Linked DNA regions of Rattus norvegicus: region 1 is linked to region 2. Evidence: chromatin contacts called from public Hi-C data. All regions are on one chromosome and are shown on one strand. The core of a region is the stretch at or near the end of the contact, and the rest is flanking DNA. Distances in the headings are between cores, read along the strand shown. Region 1 overlaps LOC120100662 (a long non-coding RNA gene). Region 2 overlaps LOC103691412 (a long non-coding RNA gene).

What was found. A called contact is a pair of places that touch in the nucleus more often than the background predicts.
Region 1: a Hi-C map of prefrontal cortex shows a contact between it and region 2, with 16 times the contacts expected there. The contact joins two enhancer-like sites. A contact is called at or near these places in 11 of 12 Hi-C or Micro-C datasets (the A7r5 cell line, the Rat2 cell line, Schwann cells and 6 more) and 1 of 1 datasets of contacts at active chromatin or transcription factors (oligodendrocytes).

What each region holds. Positions count from the first base shown.
Region 1 is chr2:17,043,810-17,049,829 of GRCr8, forward strand. All of the region lies in intron 2 of LOC120100662 (a long non-coding RNA gene), which reads left to right. Among named protein-coding and RNA genes, the nearest start is that of Ccnh, 520 kb to the right of the region's middle. Within about 2 kb of position 3,057, at least 15 of the 93 cell types and tissues checked have an H3K27ac peak or open chromatin away from gene starts, as enhancers often do.
Region 2 is chr2:15,912,374-15,918,428 of GRCr8, forward strand. All of the region lies in intron 1 of LOC103691412 (a long non-coding RNA gene), which reads right to left. It also overlaps a transcript of Mir9-2hg not described here. Among named protein-coding and RNA genes, the nearest start is that of Mir9-2hg, 6.6 kb to the right of the region's middle. Within about 2 kb of position 3,303, at least 53 of the 93 cell types and tissues checked have an H3K27ac peak or open chromatin away from gene starts, as enhancers often do.

The DNA of each region.
Region 1 (6,020 bases), core at 1,807-4,306, 1.1 Mb after region 2:
CCTGGTTAGACACTGTTAGATAATGGTCTCTGCAAGAGAAGAAAAGTAGGCCCGCGTCAGTGGGAAGCTGAAGGGACTTCTGAGGAAGAGGTGCGTGTGCGTGTGTGTGTGTGTGTGTGTGTGTGTGTGTGTGTGTGTGTGTGTGTGCGCGTGCGTGCGTGTGTGTGTGTGTGTGTGTGTGTTCTCAGCTGAGTGTGGCAGACACTCATCTTGTCCCAGATGCCTTGGTAGTGTACTCTGAAGACAAAAACTTTGTGAACAAATTTGGAAACTGGAATTCATATATTGATAAATGAATTTTCTTAATTTGGGTATAAATTGATTTAAATTTCAGGGACAAAATTGAATGGCGTTACCAACAAAAGGTTAGATTTCCTTCCCTAAGTCAAGGATGAAATCTTTTTTTAAAAAGAATGATCACCTTTGTGTTTCACAAACCAAAGATAAGTATTTCAGCCATCCCAAACTGTCAGCTGTGTTTCCTGTAGCACATATGCTTTCTGTGGCCTCCTTTAAAGATTTATTCCTCACTTCTTCCAACTGAGGATCTTAACTGTAAAAATGTGATTGGAATTTATAGCATCCTGAACTTAAAAGGGGTGATGCATAGCTTTTTTTTTGAAGAAGCACATCATGTTTATTAATAGTTTTAAAAATATTATTAGGTCCCTGTTAGCCACATTTTAGGGTCTTTAATAGTTTCCTAGATTTTCCCTTGTGGGCTATAGTGAAAAATGAAGTGTAAGGAATTTGGGAGCTTAGTTCTGTGCAGTCATGACTTTGCTATTTATTGTTTACTATTTAAAATCATGGAAGTGAAAAAATTTTCCATTCCCAATTTCAAATATTAGATGGACTATATTCAACTAATTGTTTGCTTAAAAACCCAGACCTATTTTCAAGAAAAACAGCATGTTTCAGAAAGCAAAATAAAATATATTTTAAAAATGGATTTTTATGAATCAAGGAAGAGCCTGGTAAATAGATTTTAAGTGTGTATTTATACAATCATCTGTTAATGTTACAGAAAAGGAATTGAGAAATGAGAAAAAATGTATAGTCTAGTTAAGTCTTTTCAATGTTCCACCAAATAGAGTTGAATTTAAACTTTACTTCCATTAAATACAAAAGAGCTTACAAAATGTTTTCATATATTTGTCTCTGGCTGTTTTGTATAAAATCCTATCACAAAATATATCCAACTCTGAAGGCCAAAAGATTAAACCAGAATACTCTGTGTCATTAAAACTACCTCTCATCTACCACAAACACTTGGAAGTGTCTCTGTTTTCCATTGTGTGGAATATTTATAATCATTCATTCACATAAATTTTTTGGGCAGTGGGGTTTCTTTAGAGGGCTGAGATCAAACCAAGAGCCCAGGCTTGCTAATCAGAGAATCCACTTCATCCTCAGTCAGAGTTTTTAAGAATTTTTCTGAAATGTTTTCAAAAAGGTTTCCATTACAATCGTTGTGATTCATTATGGAGCGATGTCCCTCCTGAAGCAGGTATTTTTCTGCAAGAGCCAAATAGAACCAAATAACAGTTCCGCAAGGTACAAGCTCGCCCAGGCTGTTCCCAAGCACAGAGTGACCTTATGCTCATCCCCATCGTTGATGTTAAATAGTGAGGAGCAAAATGGGTTATACCATCAGTCTTGCTTTATGTTTCTCAAACCAACAAACAGCCTAAGAGGGGAAGCTCAGTTGTGTATTCATAGGGGTCCTGTTTTCTGATTTTTGTCTCTAATTTTTTATTGATCTGTTACAACCCACTGTGTTATAATAATCATAGGAACTTTAGGGATTATATCCAAGGTAAAAAATGATAGAATCAATTTCAAGAGAAATTGAAGACATAACTTATTAACCATGCCGTATGTTCACACCACAAATTAACTGAAATTTTCTCAAACTAGATCCACACAGAGAGGGCACTACAGATAACGTTGACTGTGAAGGAAGTTTTACCACCATGGTACCCAATGATTCCTCTCACCCTTGCATTTTAAAGAGCTATGATTCCATCATTGGATCCTTGTTTTACTAAATGTTTTAAATGGATGTTTGGTATAATCTCTAGTTTTGGTAAATTTATAAAAATCAAAGCTGTGAAAATACTTCCAACAATATATCTTCTTCTCAGATAATATGTAAGGGATAAAAAGCTTTTCAAGGGTAGATTATAAAAACCAACTCTCATCCCCCAAACCAGAAATCCTTGAAATTTTAAACTGATATAATTTTACATCTATCAACATTGTAAAGCCATTAGAAGTATAATTAGATGTATAGATTATATAGCTATATCAGTAGTACGTGGAATAAATTACGCACTTCAGCTTACCAATGTGTAATACCATTTTTGATCATATGTAAATCTGCTATGAGACTTTTAAAGGAATATCAAAAATATGCCCCAACTACAACAGATTTGTCATTCATGCACTGCTGAGCATGGAGGCCTAATTTACCCTTTTGCCATTATTTTAAATTAAGGCACTTATCCAAAGATCAAAACATCGTCTACAATGGACATTTGTGAAGGCAGATAGTGATAACATCTGAAGGGGTGTGGTAATTGTTCCTGGTGTGGAGGTACAGGGATAGAAATGTTTGATATGTATCTTGGGAAACAGGAAATGTACCACATATAAAAGTACATCTGCAAGTGTGGACGGGCAGACTAGAAAATGCCCAGTGACCGGGCAAAAACTTTAAACATTGTATTTGAGAAGCAAGAACAAAGACGTGCTTTGCCTAGCTGGTAGAGGATGTTAAAGGGGGAATGTCTCCTTTGTCACGGCAGTTTTAAATCCAGCATTTCATATTACAGTCCTTAATGAGAGACGCCAATAGTGTAAGGTGAAGAAAAAAACAAAGAGATTTTTTTTATAGAAAAAAAAAGAATTAAGAAAAAGAAATATGAATGTGAATGTTTAAACTTTGCAGTTGTTGCAGGCCCAGCGGTGAAGGGACTTTTCTGTCCATCTATTAAGGAAGACCCCATAACAAATAGCACACTATCCCCCAAAGGGAAGAGAGTAAAGTTCTCAGGAAACCCCAGCAAACACTGACATGATTTTTACTATTCCAAATTTAATCTGACATTTTCTGAGTGCGTGTGGAAGGAGGACAGAATACTCCCTTTGTGTCCTGGAAAGTGTCATGCGACACAAAAAGATCTTTCTCAAAGAAAAGGCATCTTACATGACTAACACTGAGCTCGCAGCTTGAAAAGAATAAACCCCTCAATGTCGCACTGTGCAAGGTGGCTGAGCAGGTCCAATACAGTGCTTTCATGCCATCTAGTGGTCATCTGAGAAGTCTCCCCGAGACCCCGGGATCTCAAGGAACCAATTCCTGTTTGGGGCAACTGATAGAAAGGAGTAGCCAACCTCACCACCACCACCACCAACGACCCCAAAAAAGAAAGAAAAGAAAAGAAACACGAGGTTGAAGAATATGAATATTTTAGGACAAAATAGCTCATCGGCTTCAATAACCTTCAATAAATTTATGGTACCATTTTAGTTTGAGTGGAACTAGTCTTCTCTGGCCCTTCTTTCCCTCCTTCAGCCCTTTCCTCTCCCTTTTCAAGTTTTTCTTTTTCATTTTCTTTTCATTAGATTGAACTTTAAACAAAACACATCCGTGTTTTGATTTCCAGTTTCTGAAAGAATTAAAACATCACCTGCTTTCATACCTTTGTGTGGGTATTTTAAGACGTTTCTTTGAAACAAACCATCTCCCCACCACCCAAATAAAATGTCAGGAGGCAAGGCAGTGCATAACTAAATTCCTAGGTAATAACTAAATTCCTTCTTTTGGAAAGGCACAGTGCCTAAACTGTTCTCGAATTCTCTTCCGATGTCGGCCCTCAGACAGGCTGCCCTATACGCAGCACTCGAAGTATCGAACTGTGAATTGTTCGAAAGCAAAAGTATTTATTTTTCCAATCTGCTAAATAGCTTTAAAATGTCATTTTATGCATCGCATGTCCAGGTGTGCCGCTTATACTTTGTCTAATAAGTCATCTTCAAATACTGGATTTTCTTTCTAGTTGAGATTCATTTCAAAAGCTTAAGAATTCTTTTTTTTTTAATCTCGTACATTTTAATATTATTTTTACTGTTTCTAAGAATTTGTCTTTTAAGGGACTCAAAAAGTTGACTTATAATTGTGTGGAACAAATCTTTGAATGATTTCAGTCAGCAACCAGTGTTTTTATGCTATTGGGGGAGCCTGAGCCTTTCCCTTTTCTTTCTTCCTTTCCTTCTTTCTTCCCCTTTTTTCTTTTCTTTCATTCTTTTTCATGAAACGGCAATTTTGAAGGCTTCATGACTTAAGAACAATACAGATTTTATAGCGGTTAGAGATCCATAAAAAACACAAACTGGAGTGGTGCTCAAATGCTGGTCCAGGCTTTGAATTAAAACAAAATACTTACTTAAAATGACTTAACAAACCCACACAGTCCTCGCAAATATTCCAAGTAATATTGCAACAGAAAATAATTTTGTTGGTTATTTTTCCTCACTTTTGGCACGTGCGCGTGGGCACACAAACGCTGGGACATTCAATGCCAGTGGTTCCATTAGACAGAAATAAAAATCATAGACTTAACATTGATTACATTCGCCATAGTTATAGTCTCGGTCAGTGTAAATTTTCATCCTGTAAGTTAAACAAAGGCACACATATTTTAAAGTAGATGTGTACTTCAAAATTAAGATTTCTTTAAATCTCAAACTATGTACCAAATATAGTATATAGTATAAATATGCATAAAGACACCAAATCTAAATTTTCACCTTTTAAAGGACTATAGAAGAAAAACTATGTCATTTAAAGTTTTATTTTCCTTTTATCTCCTTCTTGAATGACAATATGATCTTAACCATAAAAAATAGCTACTGATTATATACATATTCTATATCTATATATTCTATACATATTAAAGAAATGTTTGCTGATTATATCTATCTATTTTACTATTTCAAATGGTTGGTTTTTTTTAGCTTACGTTTAAATATAACTTCCTCATGAAACCTGGTAATTTAAAAACTGTGTTCATTTTTGATATTTTTAATACCTGGTACAGATGCACCTCTCCTTTATTTCGCTAAGTAAGCAGAACTCACTTGTACATCAGAGAAAGAGAGTGAGGAGGGAAGCAGGAGGGCAGTGTGTGAGTGGTGTGGTGTGTGTATCAAAGCACCACAATACGATGCATTACTTTGTCCACTAAAAGGTCTATTTCTATATAATAACTACTGATTTAATGTAAGCATACTTCAAACCAAGAAGGTTTTCTACGTTTTGGAGAAAATAATATTACAATGAAAAATATGCAAACCAAACATAGGAAAGGTTCCTAAAATAATAACCTAAAAAGCCCTGGCAGGCCAGAAACTTCTTTGTTGAGCAAAGTATGGTGCCTTTTTTATTTTATTTTTTGCATTTCTCCAAGTGGGTTCATAGAAATGAAAAGAAAAAGTAGAGTTCAAGAGCTTTGAAATTTTATCTACATAAGATGCTACTTTCTGATAAAGAGAAATTCAAGAGAGCTATACATATTCATTGATTAAAGAACAAACAGAACTCAGGGAGGTTCCAGTGCAGAGAAAAAGGCATATGGGCGTCACGCCCGTCGCTGTCTGGGAACAGGACTGAATTTTGATTAGAACAGGAGGCTATAATTGGAGTGATAATCTTTTACACTGTTTTTAATTGTAATCAGTGCAGATGTTTGCAGCTTTCTGATAGGAAAATAGTGATGGAGGATATGTATGGCTGATAATTTTTAAAGCGGTAAGTTTCTCAACTTGGCTCATTTTAAATGATATCTTTGATTCTCGGAATTACTGAAAAGCAGAAAAGTCACAAGTATTAAAAAAAAGCAAACGAAAATCAGCCACTCGCAACAACCCGGAGTATATATATTTCAGACGGAATAAGCTTACGTCCATATTTTTTTCCTTCTGAATTCATTCTGTATGAAGAGAAGTCCACAAAG
Region 2 (6,055 bases), core at 2,053-4,552:
TTTTTTTATGATCAAACAGAATAGCTTTTAACTGGTGAACATGAGGCCTAAATTTGAACTTCTCCATTGATTTCTGAAAGGAATATTCATTCAAGGTGATCAAAATGGCAGGTTAAAAAAATAACAGTAAGAGAATTGTAGCAGAATATCCACATGGTGACCACAGGGCACACAGGGCACAGAGTTGGGTATGCAGTGGCAATACACAGGGGGGGCTGTGAATCCTGGCTCCTTAATTCAGATTGGTGAATTTAGGCAAAAACTCACAGGTTAGAAAGGCTTGGTTCCATCACATGAATGAAGTCCCATCTCTGTAGACTATGCCCACTTACAGAGTTCCCGCTAGAAAACAGGCAATCTCTCTCTGTTGATATTTCTATGACCTCAGAACGCCCTTGAGCTCACTGTTAATTATTGTAAGAACTATCAGCAGTGACTACTTGCAAACTACTTTTCTTACAAGTCTCTGAGAGATTGGCAGGAAAAGCGTTTCTTGTGGTGGTAAAGGTTCAACTGGCGCCATTACTATGCCATAATCAGTGTTGCTTGGTAGTGAATGTTCTGACTTTCCTGGCTGTGGCGAAAGCCATTGTTTTTTACAGGAGCTATCAGTGAGAAGAATGCAGCAGCACTCCATAGCTATCTCTACTTGGGGGCAAGCTTGACTCTCTACATGAACCTCAACTGTAGGTCTTTTAGGCCAGTGGAATATTCTGTAGCGACAGGGGAGAACAGTCTAACATAAAAACTGTCTGGTCAGTGACAGGATTTGGAGAGAGAAAGCCTTTTCCTCTTCTTCCCCCTCTTCCTCACAGAATCAGGCCACATTTCCAAGTCTCTCATGGAAGCCATGCTCCCAGCGCCAGCAGCAGACTGCCAGACACACCTTGGGGCTTTACTGACTTCCTCCCAAACAGTTCTGCAGCTTGCCAACAGGCGGGTTGTGTGAGATGTCAGCCGCTATCTGGTGTCTACTGTAAGCTGTCTGGCCCATTTTGGGAGTGTGCACAAGCAACTCTGACAATGTATACCAGTTGAGTAGAAGAACTGGAGTGCAATTTATGAAGTTGTCTATCTCAGGTATAAGGAGAGGTTTTGCAAGCTGTGGGGACTTTCTTAAACCCAGCCGCAGGCACCTGTGGGCTTTCTCTATGTCTTAAACATCTGCAATCTAAACCTGTGATTGTCACACCCTTTTACCTCCTGTGTGAGTGTCTCATAATTTCAAACAAAGACAGCCAAACATCTACAATTAGTATTCAACAAGCAAGGGTGGTTAATTATTGCTCAACTGTTAAATGACACACAATAAAGGCTCTCTCTGGCCTGTCATTGTACTGTAGTCTGAATGTTGTTCTTATACAAACACTCACTTCACAATGTTTAGGAGATGCTGTGGGATGCAGAACTTTTATCCACAGACACCGGATCCATATCAGTGCAGCATTATGAAGCATCTGGGGGGCACCGCTGTGGCTGGGATGTTTGTTCTTGGCACCGAGATGCAAGGGCACAGGCTGGGCTCTTTGCTCTTCGTTTGTTTTCCTATTGCTGCTCTCCAAGAGAATCTTGGAAATCCCAGTCAGAGCGGTGAAATATGACCTCCGCTTTATAGAGTTCCTAGTCAGCTCATTCTGCTCAAGGGAAATATTTTTATTTGCCTTCGATTAACATAATTTTTCAAAGAACAACTTCGTTTTCCATTTTACTTTAAGTCCATGGTAGGCATAAATTAGCCACATCCTTGTTATTCTGAAATAAAGTTTGGAGGCAAGTGAGTCCTTATACCAGATGCTGAACAAAATAATGTCCAGGAAGTTCTTCCTGCCCTAGCATAGGTGCATAAAGTACAACAGTAGTCTGTCAACTAAGTGTGAAAACCCCTTAGTGTTGCGATCCATTTGGTAGTCTCACTGTAATGGCAGAAACGAGATGGTTACCGCGACACCATTGCTATTATTGAAATTAAACAGCTTTGGGAGAATATAATTGCTAATAAAAGGCTTCTTCTCCACGCCCCTTAAGGGTTCCCTCCCCCACTCTGACATTTTATGATGTGCCATTCAGATGAATGTACGTAGAGTTATGTGGAACCTAGCGGCCTACTGTACAAGGTCGGATCTAGAGATCAGCAAGGAAGTGAAGATGGGGAGCTCACTGTATTTAGGGATGGTTGTCTGGGAAAACGCACTCGTGTGTTTAGATATCGATGTTTAAACTTTTTCTCTTTATGAATGCGTCACAATTTTTCAAACCGATCGCGTGCACCCTCCGTGGTACCCCCGTGTCTGTGCATTAAAGGCGTCCATGAAATCATTGTACGGGGCTGGTTTAGTGCGTTTAACAGAGAACTAATGGGTTGTCTGTGTCGGGGAAAGCAAGGTCCTATTTTTAATCCCATCACGTACTGAAGCGGTTTTGTGTGGATCTGTGGCTTCCACCTTTATCCATCCTGGTAGTTCCTACTGAAGAAAATCCAAACGCTCCCAGCTTCGGACGGGTGCCAAAATGTCCTGCTTTCTGCACTACTGATCGCTTTTTATTTTCAGCTTATTTTCGTCTTACTTAACAATAATAAATGACCCTTGCAGTGTAAAACCTTAGTTTAAATGATCCGGGGAGCTCCTGTGTCTTTTTTCTTTTTACTTCGAAATGTTATGTCAAATACTCGATACGTTTAACTTGCTCGTATCTCCAAGAAACTGGAGACCAAAGCTACTTTTGTGCTGGATTTTACCTTCTTTCTTGCCCAGAACGTGCGCTGCGCGCGTAAATACACACACGCGCTGCGCTCATGCGTGAGCACAAACATACACATACACACACACACACACACGCACACACACACACACACACACACACACGGGGGGGGAGAGAGAGAGAGAGAGAGAGAGAGAGAGAGAGAGAGAGAGAGAGAGAGAGAGAGAGAGAGAAAGCAAAAAAAGAGGAAGGTGCTTAGAAGAGGCAGGGATGCCCGGTGAAAAGCAGAGAGTCGGGGATCCGGCTTAACCCAGGCATTTGGGAAGGGGGGCTGGAGGTGGAACACGACTCAACGGACCGCAGCCGCTCTGGCTAGGGCGGTAGAGCGCCAGGGTGAGAGGGTGAGGATGCCCTGCGGGCTTCCGCACTACTCTGACACCAAACAGAATGGCTAGGCTCCGGTGGTGAAGTAAAAGTTCCCGGTGGCGTGAAGGCGGTGGATAGCCACCTTGCCCGTGCACGGAGGCTGTCTGGGGAAGCGGCCTCGAGGGCTGGATGGACTGGGTGGAAGCCCTCGCAGGGGGTCCTACGGCTCTAGCTTTTGTACCGCCCCGCCTAGGCCAGTCCGGAGCTGACGCACCAGCTCCCCAGAGACGCTGGGGGCGTCGCACTGCAGCTGGGTGGGGAGCAATTTATTCCTGGCGGTCACATCCCACCCCATCTTCTGTTACTCCACCCTACCCTCCCATCCCTCCACCTCTTCCTCCTCCTTTTCTACCAACGCCCGCACTATCTTCTGGTTCTTCTCCTCCTCACCCTCCACTCCCCCTCTCTCCCTTCTTTTCTTTTCTCCCTTCCCCTCCCCCTCTTCTGAATAACCAAGCTGTTTTGCCTCCGAAAGGGGAGAGAGAGAGAGAGAGAGAGAGAGAGAGAGAGAGAGAGAGAGAGAGAGAGAGAGAGAGAGAGAGAGGCCTGCGGTGACTGGAAGACAGGAGGGAATCTGGATCTGGTACATCTGGGAAGTGGAAACTTGATGCTTCTGGGCGGTGATTTGCCAAGGCCTCGCCAAAGGTGAGTACTCTGGGGGCCGGAGGAGCTCCCACTTGGAAGGGTCCAGACCCCGCCCAAATCTGAGAGTCTGGTGGTAGTCAAACAGCGGTTAAAACTGGGATCGACTGAAGGTCGCGAAGGGCCACAATACAAGGGTCCCGGAACACATGGGTGTCATTCGCCCTCCTTGTAGTTCCTAACACAGGCTGCCGCACAGGGCTGCTTCCCAACCTGCATAGGGAATCAGCGACGGCTGTAACTTCTAAAGCCCTCTCCCTAACTATCTGCAGCTCCCCTCCTTACATACCCTGGCTCAAGGGACGCTTTGGCCTCAGGAAGTGAGAAAGTATTCTTCTCTCAGATCTTTAAAAGGGAAAGTTTGGCAAGGTGGGCGCTCTTTGGTTCTACCATCCCCTCGATCCTAACCTAGGATCCCTAGATTGTACAGAATAGTGTTATTTTTCCTTTTATAAAGAATGACTTTAACGAAAATTCGTATGTAATCAAAAAGATTATTGGATCTCCATGACTGATCAGCTGTTGCTGACCTACCAATAAGCGGTTTTTTTTAATACACACGCACATTCATGCGTGCCCCGTACACGCAAACACACTGGGTGGGGTATGGGGGGGGTTATAAGTAATCAGTAAGACAGCTCGAAGTTAGCAAGAATTAAGAGCGAATCAAAAGGGCTTTTAAATGTTATGTACGTATCTTCCATTTGTGTGTAGATTGGGGAGCGGGGATGGGGGGCGCCTGTGTGTTGCCTGTTTTGTCAGCTGGTTCTAGTTTCTAAGCGTCGAGTGTTTCCAAAGGCTGGAGCCAGCGTCCACCATCCACCTCGGCACCCTAGCGGCGGAACAGGACTCATTTGTTTGGTGCCGAGCGGTGAGGATCTGGAAGAGACTGGAGTGTAGTTAGGTCGGGCCCCCTGCCATCCATTACACCTGCGGCAGATGGCTCAAGTGGGAGAATGGTTTTGTATGCCAGAATCAAGAAAGGAAGAGGAGAAAATTCAGCCTCGCCCTACTCAAAAGGAGTTCTGTAAAGGGCCAGAGAAATGAAAGAAGCTATCAGAGCTAACGATGCTGCTTCCTCTCTTGAGTTATCCTGGGCAGTTAATGACGTGATACCTGGTTCCAACAGATAATGAGACCGATTTTGACAAATGTATTTTTGATCAAATGTTTTACACACACATACACCACACACACACACACACACACACACACACCCCTTCAAGTAGATGCACACAGGTGTTCTTGTAGTTCCATGGAGCTGAAGGGAAAGCCACTCAAAATTCAGGAAGCCTCCTCTCTTCCCAAGAGCTTCATTCACCTCAGACTGCCAACTTACACACATCAAGGCTCCCGCCCTAGACAACCAACTATGGATTTAAGCAGACTTCAAATGTACCCATCTCATTTTCACATAATGTTTTCTGATCAACATTGCCACTCTTGTACCCGTTCCTTCGTGTTCTCAACACGAAGGGAATGGGATAAGCGAACCTCTCCTGGAGACACTAGACCATGGACACATGTGACAAAGGGCACAGACCCAATCTAGGAGTTCAGTCTGTTTTCATTTGTTTAATTCTATACTAAAGGGAGGGCTATATCAAGGGAGACCAAAACACACCAGGACTCCGTCTCCACCCTTCACACAAGTCACAATAACCACTCATATCTATGTTTTTATAGCAAACGTTTTCATGTTTCTTATGAAATAAACTACTATACTGACCTAATTTTCTGTTCTAAATCAAGCAACTTTCAACGGCCCAGGGTATAATATGCTGAGTTCTTGGTACCAGTTGGCATGCTGACACAGAGAAATTCCACCATTTTAAAGCACACACGATCCACTTTTCTGTTCACATCAGGGCTAAATAATATTTAGAGTTATACCAAAGACGATGAAACCAGAATCCATTCTAGCTATGATTTGGGGATCACAAATAAGATAGATTCTAAAATCCCACACACAGAAAGGAAAAGAAACACTGCCATTTCCAAGATGCTTGAAAGACCTAAAGAAGCCTGTGGACTGGGTTTGGTTGATTGGTGTTTGTATGCTCAGTGTAGCCTAATTGTCCTGTGCAGTCATTTTTCTCTCCTCCTCTTTCCTAGGAAGGCTTTCATTTTTCAAGAAGAAACTTTAATACACAGCAAGATATAAGGCTCATTGAGAAGGAATGACATAAGAATAGGACTCTGTCGTAGTCAGCATCAGCAGCGTTACTTTAGTCCTGGACACACAAGCATATGCATATGTCACCGAACATGCTCCTATCCACTTTTG